Linked DNA regions of Mus musculus: regions 1 and 2 are each linked to region 3. Evidence: chromatin contacts called from public HiChIP or PLAC-seq and capture Hi-C data. All regions are on one chromosome and are shown on one strand. The core of a region is the stretch at or near the end of the contact, and the rest is flanking DNA. Distances in the headings are between cores, read along the strand shown.

Evidence for each region. HiChIP or PLAC-seq counts read pairs in DNA pulled down with a chosen protein or histone mark. Capture Hi-C pulls out chosen DNA fragments and counts their contacts.
Region 1: a capture Hi-C map of macrophages shows a contact between it and region 3, with 3 times the contacts expected there. The contact joins the promoter of Golgb1 here to the promoter of Cd86 in region 3. A contact is called at or near these places in 1 of 39 promoter capture datasets (pre-B cells), 3 of 115 datasets of contacts at active chromatin or transcription factors (effector CD8 T cells, memory CD8 T cells and microglia) and 1 of 9 other capture datasets (macrophages).
Region 2: a BATF HiChIP or PLAC-seq map of CD8 T cells shows a contact between it and region 3, with 18 read pairs. The contact joins the enhancer-like site here to the promoter of Cd86 in region 3. A contact is called at or near these places in 10 of 39 promoter capture datasets (cranial neural crest, embryonic stem cells, hippocampal neurons and 6 more), 5 of 484 Hi-C or Micro-C datasets (Th1 cells, bone marrow-derived macrophages, macrophages and 1 more), 7 of 115 datasets of contacts at active chromatin or transcription factors (CD8 T cells, bone marrow-derived macrophages, effector CD8 T cells and 3 more) and 6 of 9 other capture datasets (adipose tissue, bone marrow-derived macrophages, embryonic stem cells and 3 more).

What each region holds. Positions count from the first base shown.
Region 1 is chr16:36,883,491-36,886,267 of GRCm38.p6, reverse strand. Golgb1 (golgi autoantigen, golgin subfamily b, macrogolgin 1) reads right to left here and starts at 1,257. Exons shown (of 22, transcript NM_030035.1): 1 at 1,080-1,257; 2 at 40-134. The coding sequence starts at 132. All of the region lies in intron 2 of 4930565N06Rik (RIKEN cDNA 4930565N06 gene), which reads left to right.
Region 2 is chr16:36,475,531-36,478,364 of GRCm38.p6, reverse strand. No RefSeq gene overlaps it. Among named protein-coding and RNA genes, the nearest start is that of Stfa3, 22 kb to the right of the region's middle. Within about 2 kb of position 1,309, at least 82 of the 459 cell types and tissues checked have an H3K27ac peak or open chromatin away from gene starts, as enhancers often do. A contact at or near this core is called in CD8 T cells, Th1 cells, bone marrow-derived macrophages and 2 more, where this site is marked.
Region 3 is chr16:36,664,798-36,667,585 of GRCm38.p6, reverse strand. Cd86 (CD86 antigen) reads left to right here and starts at 1,509. Exons shown (of 8, transcript NM_019388.3): 1 at 1,509-1,638. The coding sequence starts at 1,625.

The DNA.
Region 1 (2,777 bases), core at 8-2,507, 220 kb before region 3:
TGTGAGTCCTATCAGGTTGGATGCACCAGAGCTACTTACAGCGTCTGAGGAAGCCATCAAATTCCAGTCAGTGTAATCTCCTGATAATTCATGCAAAACATTATTTGCTAACCCCGATAATCGGCTCAGCATCTCTGCTGGTGAAACAGAAGAGAAAACGCAAGGATCAGTAGAGGCGGACACAGGCTGCTGGAGCACGAGCAGAGCAGGCAGGTGCTGCTAGACGCTGGTACCTGTGTCATCTATGTGAAACAAGGCAACGGTGACCGTGGGACACACTGACAGCAGTGTGCACGGTGCAGACGCACCCTGTCCTGTGTAGGTACCATATATAAGCCCTGTCACTTGGGTCACTGTGAGGAATAAGATGCAAGAAGATAATTCTTAACTACAGGGACATAATGGGCAAGTATGTCTTAAAGGCTGTCTTTAATGCCCTGCCTTTCATCATAGTTAAGCAAAAATCTTAGGTTTTCCTTTGTCCAGACTTATCCTTTTCTGATTTTTCAACTAAATGCCAAGATTCAGGGAAATTTCCCTTCCATGTGTCCTTTCATGTGGATTTCCTGGCAAACCATGTGATTTCAGTGAAGTTGCTGCTCAGAATAGACTAAAGTTTTATGTTAGTGAGTGGCTGAAAGCAGTGCCCCATGCTTGTTCTGCAAGGAATTAGAAAAAGGAAACAAAAAGCAACAAAAGCAGAAAAAAAGGAAAGAAGCCTTAGAGCAGGAGGATTGAACAATTCCAAGTTTCCATCACTTCCAGAAGACAGGAGGTGGCACTTTGCATCTCATTTCACAAGCTTAGCAATACAGTAAAGTGAAAAAAGATGACATTACGGACAAGACAAGTTACTATAGGCCAACAGTCCACGTGATCATAACAAAGCATGAGCCCATCAAACACAGCGATATATAAAAGGCCCCTGCTTGAAGAAATGGCAGGCTACGCAGAGAAGATGCAAGGCAAGACAGTGACAAGAAGGAAGACCTCGGAAAATATGGGTCACATGACAAGGAGCCAACCTAAAGGTGCTCTCCCTCCCTTGCTCTCCCTGGGCAAGGCTAAAGATGACTCACAGTGGGGTCTTCAGAGTTGGTCAGAGGTTAAGAACGCCAGTCGCTCTTCCAGAGGGCCCAGAATTCACTTCTCAGAAACCATGTGGATGCTCACAACTGTCTGTAGCTCCAGGCCTAGGGGATCTGATGCCCTCTTCTGACCTCTTCGGGCACTGCATGCACTTGGTGTACAAACATGCTTGCAGGCAAAACATGCACACACATAAAATAAAATGGACAAATGGTGGTTAAACAATTAAATTTTAAAATTCAAAAAATAAGTTAATCAAAACCTCAGAGAGAAATGTAATTCAAATAAAAATGTATCTATTAGTTGACACTGACAAATACATATATTAAAATAAAAAAAAAAACGAATTGCCTTACACATTAATTCCAAAATATTAACATAACAATATCCCCTTTAGGAAGTAGATCTTATTTCCACCCTCCCCTGGCTGCATGCCCCTGTCAAGTATCACAACATAACAGCACTCTGATGTGATTACCTTATTTCTATAGGGTTCTTCCTGCAAATCCATAACCCAAGGTTATGAAAAACCTAAAACAGGACATTCTAAAAACACCTTTCCTATGTTCTTCAAAGTAAAGCACATAGAAAACCAAAGGCTAGGGCAAGTGAGGCCATGCTGACTAAATCCAAACTAGGATGTCAGACTGAATTCGAAACGGGAAAGGATGTCAGTGAGAAGAATGGTGAAATGTAAGTGAGCTGTCCCTGTAGCTAGTTAATGGCCCTGCACTAACACTTAGGGTTTCGAAAACCATGTAACTGCTCAGATAAAGAGACATTATAAAAACAACATACAACGATATCTCTGTATTAATCTTTATAAATTCTAAAATTTTTACTTTATGTGTATGGGCGCTTTGCTTGTGTGTAATGTCTAGTCTATGCATCTAGGTATGTGCATGCAGTGCCCACCAGGGCCAGTCTTTGGATCCCCTGGAGTTACAGGCAGTTGTGAGCTACCACAGGGGAACTGGGAACTGAACCCAGGTTCTCTCAAAGAGCAGCCAGTGCTTTTAATTACTGGTCCATTTCTCTAGCCCCTAATCTTTTTAAGTTATAAGTAAATCTGAAGTTGTACTAAAATTAATTTGCTTTTATAACTATTATGTTACACAGTGAGAGAAATGGCATTTACCAGTCCATATAATCTATAAAATAATATTATGCAGTGACAGAAAAAAATACTGACATGGAACTGATGTGTATATAACACTACAAACTACAGTGAATTTTATGTTCTTTAAGTGATATCTGGACCTTAAAAAACTCCCAAAAGGGAGAAATATGAAAAGTAATTTGCATCTTCCTGCTCAGGGTAATCATGGTTAGGGTGCCCATGGTCTTCAGCAAGGATGCTGTTTCTCGAGTGTAGCTTACACATTCACAGATGTGTGAGATGGGAGAAGCAACAGAGAAGGGTAGCACAGGACCTCCTTACTAGCGCTACAGCAGAACTAGTGAATGGAAGGGTAACATGGGGCCATATATTAGTACAAAGGGACAGGTACAATCATTTGTCAGTTTGAAAAATAAGTCATCACAACACTCATCACAACACAGATTCTAAACTTTATTTTCAAATTTCTAAGACCGATTTTCTACAGTTTTGTGTGCTACTTTAGTTTTGTGTTGGGATTGAATCTGAGGCCCTACACAACAAACACTATATAATCACTCTACGACTG
Region 2 (2,834 bases), core at 60-2,559, 190 kb after region 3:
TGCAAGAGCTCAGGTTGAACTCTGGGACAGCAAAAGAGGAAGGAAAAACAAAAGCTCTATCATGAACCTTTGAAACAAGAAGACATGAGGTGTTTACATCGAACCTACATTGCAAACAGGATATGTCACAGGGGAAGCTTTGGGATAAATGGCAGCCCAGAGGACAATAATCCCCGCACTAAGAGGGCTGAAAGGGGATGATGTAAGTTCGAGACCAGTAGGGGCTACAGGGTAAAGCCCTGTCTCAAAAAAATGGACTGGAAAGATAGCTGCTCTTCCCGAAGACCCTCGTTCAGTTCCCAGCATTCACACGGTGGCTCAAAACCATCTGTAACTCCACTTCCAGAGGACCTGACTGCCTCTTCCAGCCTCTATGCCCCCCCCCCCCACATGATTCACAGGCATACATGCAGGCAAATACTCACACACATGAAATAAACATAAATATATTTTAAAATCCACTGTCTTTAGGTGAACAGATTACTGCTGTCCTTCAGATGTCTCCCCCTGGATGTCCAAATTTAAAGTTACCATATGATCCTTGCAATGCCTCTTTCACTAAGCCTTGGATAGAGCTCAGCTCTTCCCACCCTTTGCTGAATTCCAGTATAAAACAAGCACCTGAGAGTACCGTGTGCTAAAGAATCTCACCCTTCCTAACGCTGTGACCCTTTGATACAGTCTGTCATGCTGTGCTGACTCCCAATCACAACATTATTTTCATTGCTACGTCATAACTGCAGTTTTGCCCCTGTTGTAAATTGTAATGTAACTAAATTCCTGTGTTTTCTGATGAGCTGAGGCGACAGGTCAGTGGACCCCCAAAGGTTGAGAGAACCGCCGTGTTAAAGTCCTAGTAAGGAGCTCCTAATTACTGAGTGGCCTGCAAAATGGCTCCCAATAGTGTCCATGTCCTGGCCCGCAAAGCCTGTTATGTTAATGGCCAGTAATGAGGTTGCATGTGGAATTTAGGTTGTTAATCAGACAACCCTGAGATCAGAAGTGTGTCCTAGGTTCTTTGGGTGGGCCCAATGTTATCTCCAGAGTCCTTTCACGTAAAAGAGGGAGGCAGGGAAGCCAAAGCCAGAATTAGAGAGACTTTGAAGGTGAAAGTGGCCATAGAGCAAGGAAAGCGGAAGCCAGGAACGAGGCTGGTTTGCCGGCCTCCAGTCTGCCGGCACTATGATGTAATCAAGCAGATCTCCAGATACGTGAAATGATGCTTCCGGGTCATGTGAGGTCTGGGTCTCAGGGTCTGTGGTAACACACTACAGCAACAACAGGAAACCATGACACTTACCCTTTCAGGGTCTTGGCTTCCTACTGTGTGGGAGGAGGTTCCCCGATCTGACAGTGTATGGTCACAAGTCTTCCTGAGCCATGAAAGATTTGTTCAAACCAAAAGACTGTGGGTTCAAACCACGGCCACTTCTGAAAAACCTCACATGCTGCTGGGAACTGGCAGTCACGAAACTAAACACTGCAAAGGTAAATCAGATAAATCCAAGATGCCAACACAGTTTAAAGGGCCACTGGCAGGCCTCCTTTAGAAGAGATACACACCTACAGAGACATACAATCACCTACCCTCTGAGTGCCAGAGTTAGAGGAATGGACCACATGCTCGTGTGTGTGTGTGTGTGTGTGTGTGTGTGTGTGTGTGTGTGTGTGTGTGTGTGTGTTTAATTCCTAGTCCCCACATCTACATCTTTAAGTGCAGGGAATTTGATGCCCTTTTCTGACCTCCTCAGGCCACCACACATATGCGGTACGCATCATGCACTCAGGTGCACACACACACACACACACACACACACACATTAAATATTTTTTAAAGATTACATATTAAGGCTATGACTATTTTAGAGTGGTAGCACACTTGACTATCAAGTGTTATGCCTTGGCTTAATCTCCAGCATTGTCAATTTTCTTTTTTAAAAATAAATAAAATAAAAGGTATTTCTAGGTGACATGAATCTAAAGGGACTCAGTGTCACCAAATGTGGCTTGTTGTACTAGAAATGCAAATGCAGTCTTAAAAGGGTTTTTTTTTTGAGATTTTATATATTTTATTTTAATTTATGTATAGGGTTTTTTGCCTGTATGTGTGTCTGTGCACTGTGTGTGTATATAGTGCCCTCAGAGACTATAAGAAGGTTATAGATAGCATGTTAGAGAATTAGAGAGTTGTGAGCCGCTATGAGGGTGCTGGGAATTGAACCTGTGTCCTCTGAAAGAGCAGCCAGTGCGCTTAATGGCTGAGCCAACACTCCAGCCCATAAACAGAGTTTTATAAGAAGTTTAGGAAGTGTCGTGAATTCTCTCATGGTTTCAGAAAACTGATTGTGTGGAAGAATGGCTTTGTCCTTAAGAAATGCATGATGAACAGTTTCAGAAAGAGCTGAATAAATACTAAAATATATATCACAGAAATTAATAATTGTTTGATCTACACGGTGGTTCAGTGGTCTTTGTTGCATAGTCTGCCTGGGTGTTTGGAAATTCTACAATAAAAACTAGAGAGAAGGGAATGGAGGAGTGGCTCAGAGGTTAGGAGGTCAGAGGTTAGGAGGTCAGAGGTTAGGAGGTCAGAGGTTAGGAGGTCAGAGGTTAGGAGGTCTATGACTCTTACAGAGGACCAGGGTTTAGTTCCCATCACAAGTGTCTGGCAGGTTACAATCACCGTAACTCAAGCTCCAGGGCAGCTGACACCCTCTTCTGGCCTTCTCAGACACCCATGTGCACACACGCACACAAATGAAAATAAAATAAATCTTAAGAAAAAAAAACTGTGGAATATGAAACATATAAAATAGACTTATATGAAAACTTAA
Region 3 (2,788 bases), core at 260-2,759:
TAACTTGAGGCCCAAGCTAGGAGAGGGATCCCATGCCTGGATGGCTGGAAGCTGGAAGCTGGAAGCCGGAAGCTAGATAGCGGCAGAGCCCTAGGATAGAGCCAAACATGACTGACAACAACAAAACAAGTCAACGAAATGATTCCTAATGATTATCGGCTATACTCATAGATTGGTGCCAAGTCCAATCACTGTGAGACATTTCCTCCAGCAGCTGATGGGAGTAGATGCAGAGGCCCACCCCCAAACGTTAGGCAAGAGCTTGGGGAACCCCTTAGAAGAGGGCGATTTTAGAAGCTAGAGGAGTCAAGGATACCAGGAGGACATAGCCCACAGCATCTACTAAACAGGGCTCATGGGGGCTCACAGAGACGTGAAGCAGCAATTCTGGAGCCTGTCTGGGTCTGTGCTAGGTGCTCTACATAAATGCTGTGCTTGTTTAGCTGGGGGTTTTTGTGGGACTCCATAGAGTGGAAGTGCACTTGTCTCTGACTCTTGTCTACTCACGGTACTTTTCCCCTTCTACTGGGTTGTCTTGTCTAGCCTCGAGATGAGGATTTGTGCCTGGTCTTATTGTGTTTTGGTATGCTATGTTCGGTTTAAATCTTGAGATTAAAAAAAACCAAAAAACAAGAAACCAATGCAGTGCCTTGAGTTCGGGCAGGATGTTCAAAAGAAACTAAGACGCCCAAGACAAGCAATGTTGTGAAATCAATAGGTGTACAGGAAAAGGGGGGAAAAAGGCAGAAACCACATATGATGGTTTCCTCGTCTGAATGAAAAGAGATGGCGTTTCGATACTGCCGGTGTTCTGGTGTTCTCCCTTATGTCTGCTGGAGGACACTGCAGGGATGTTATAGACTTCTCCTCAGCAGGGTGGAGCAGCTCTGATGGAGGGGCTCCAGCACTGCCTTGTAGAAGCCTCTTTATTGCTGTACGAGTCACTTTTAGCAAGTCAATTTCCGCATACCTAAACCCCTTATCTGATATAGTTGTCTGAAGGCAACAGTCACCTAAGCACTTCTCAGCCCTATAAGGCTTCCCATTTCGCCAGGTTATGTCTAAGGACTATGGTAGCTCTATCAAGTGGACAAAGTTGGTCAGTTGATTTCACAACATTGCTTGTCTTGGGCTTCTTGGTTTCTTTTGAACATCTTGTTGGAACTCAAGGCACTGAATGTTTTGATTTGTTTTGTTTTTACAGTTGAATTTTTAAAAATTGGTTATTTTCTTTATTTACATTTCAAATGTTATCCCCTGTCCCACCCCCCCTCCCCAAAGAAACTCCCTATCCCATCCCCCTCCCCCTGCTTCTATGCGGGTGTTCCTCCACCTACCCACCCACTCCTGCCTGCCCCCTGAATTGTTTAAAAAACAAACAAAACCCTCAAGACTGAAACCGAACTCGAATAATCTACAAAGCAAAGAAAGGGTTAAAGATATCTTCCTCAAGTCTAAGAAAAGAGGAACAACCCTTAAGAAAAAGTCAACCACCAGGGTACACAGTCATTGCTGAGGAAGAAAGAGGAGCAAGCAGACGCGTAAGAGTGGCTCCTGTAGGCAGCACGGACTTGAACAACCAGACTCCTGTAGACGTGTTCCAGAACTTACGGAAGCACCCACGATGGACCCCAGATGGTAAGTGGTCGCTTCTACTATTTGCAGTATGACTTGTGAATTATGACCTCAGCGGGAGGCTGAGACTGGAGACCACACTCTCATTTCTGTCCTTCGAGCCAGCCGCCCTAGACAGCTCTCGTGTGCAATGTGTCTATTTAATGACCCAAAGTGAGAGCGCAGAAGGGAAGGTGCTATTTATGTGAAAATGGTAACTGGCTCCCACATCAGGAAGCTCTCTCTCTCTCTCTCTCTCTCTCTCTCTCCCTCTCTCCCTCTCTCCCTCTCTCCCTCTCTCCCTCTCTCCCTCTCTCCCTCCCTCCCTTCCTTTCTTCCTTTCCCTTTTTTTTCCTACAATGACTTTTTTTTTCCTTCATGGGGGTAAGACTTATCTGAGGTACCAAAAGAAAGCAGCTGATAGTTTCCCCCCCCAAAGGTGATTGATTTGTGTTTCAGATATTAAATATCTACAGTCGTTGATTTTTAAGTCTGGATTGGGTTTTTAAATATCTGTATAAGTATGAGAAAAGAGAGGTGGCACTTTTTTTTTAAAGTTTGATATAAAAGTGAAGAAGTCAAATAGAGAAGGCAAAAGAAGAAAGGTCAAAGAAAATGCAGAGAAAAGGCACAGACAGCTCTTTCAATGCACAAGTTCCACATCCATGGACTCAGCGGGCCACCTGTGAGCAACTTCCCATTTAAGATAGAAATGCAGCTCGCCTATAGCTGTGCCTATACTGAACAGGCACAGGGCTCTTGTTGTTATTCATTTACATTGTATATGTAATTATGTATGCATTGTATGTAATCTAGGGATAATTTAAAGTACATGCAAATTATGACCTCACTTTATACTGGGAACGTGAGTACCCAAGATTTTGGAATTTGTTCAGATTCTGAGGGGTGACTGTATTCAAGAAAACAACAGCAACAATAACAACAAACTAAGACACAAATAGGCAATGGGAGTAACTCAGTTACCCAGTGTCTGTGGGATGCCTGGCATGTTGTGCACTTCGCTAATATTATTTCATTAATGTCACACTTCACAGTGGTATCCGGACAGGCAGTATCATTGTATTAATTAATAGCTGAGCAAGGCTCCCAGGCTCCTGAGGATGGAAGTGAAATCCTTTTTGTCCTCTTTGCTGTGGCAGGTTCTCAGGGCACA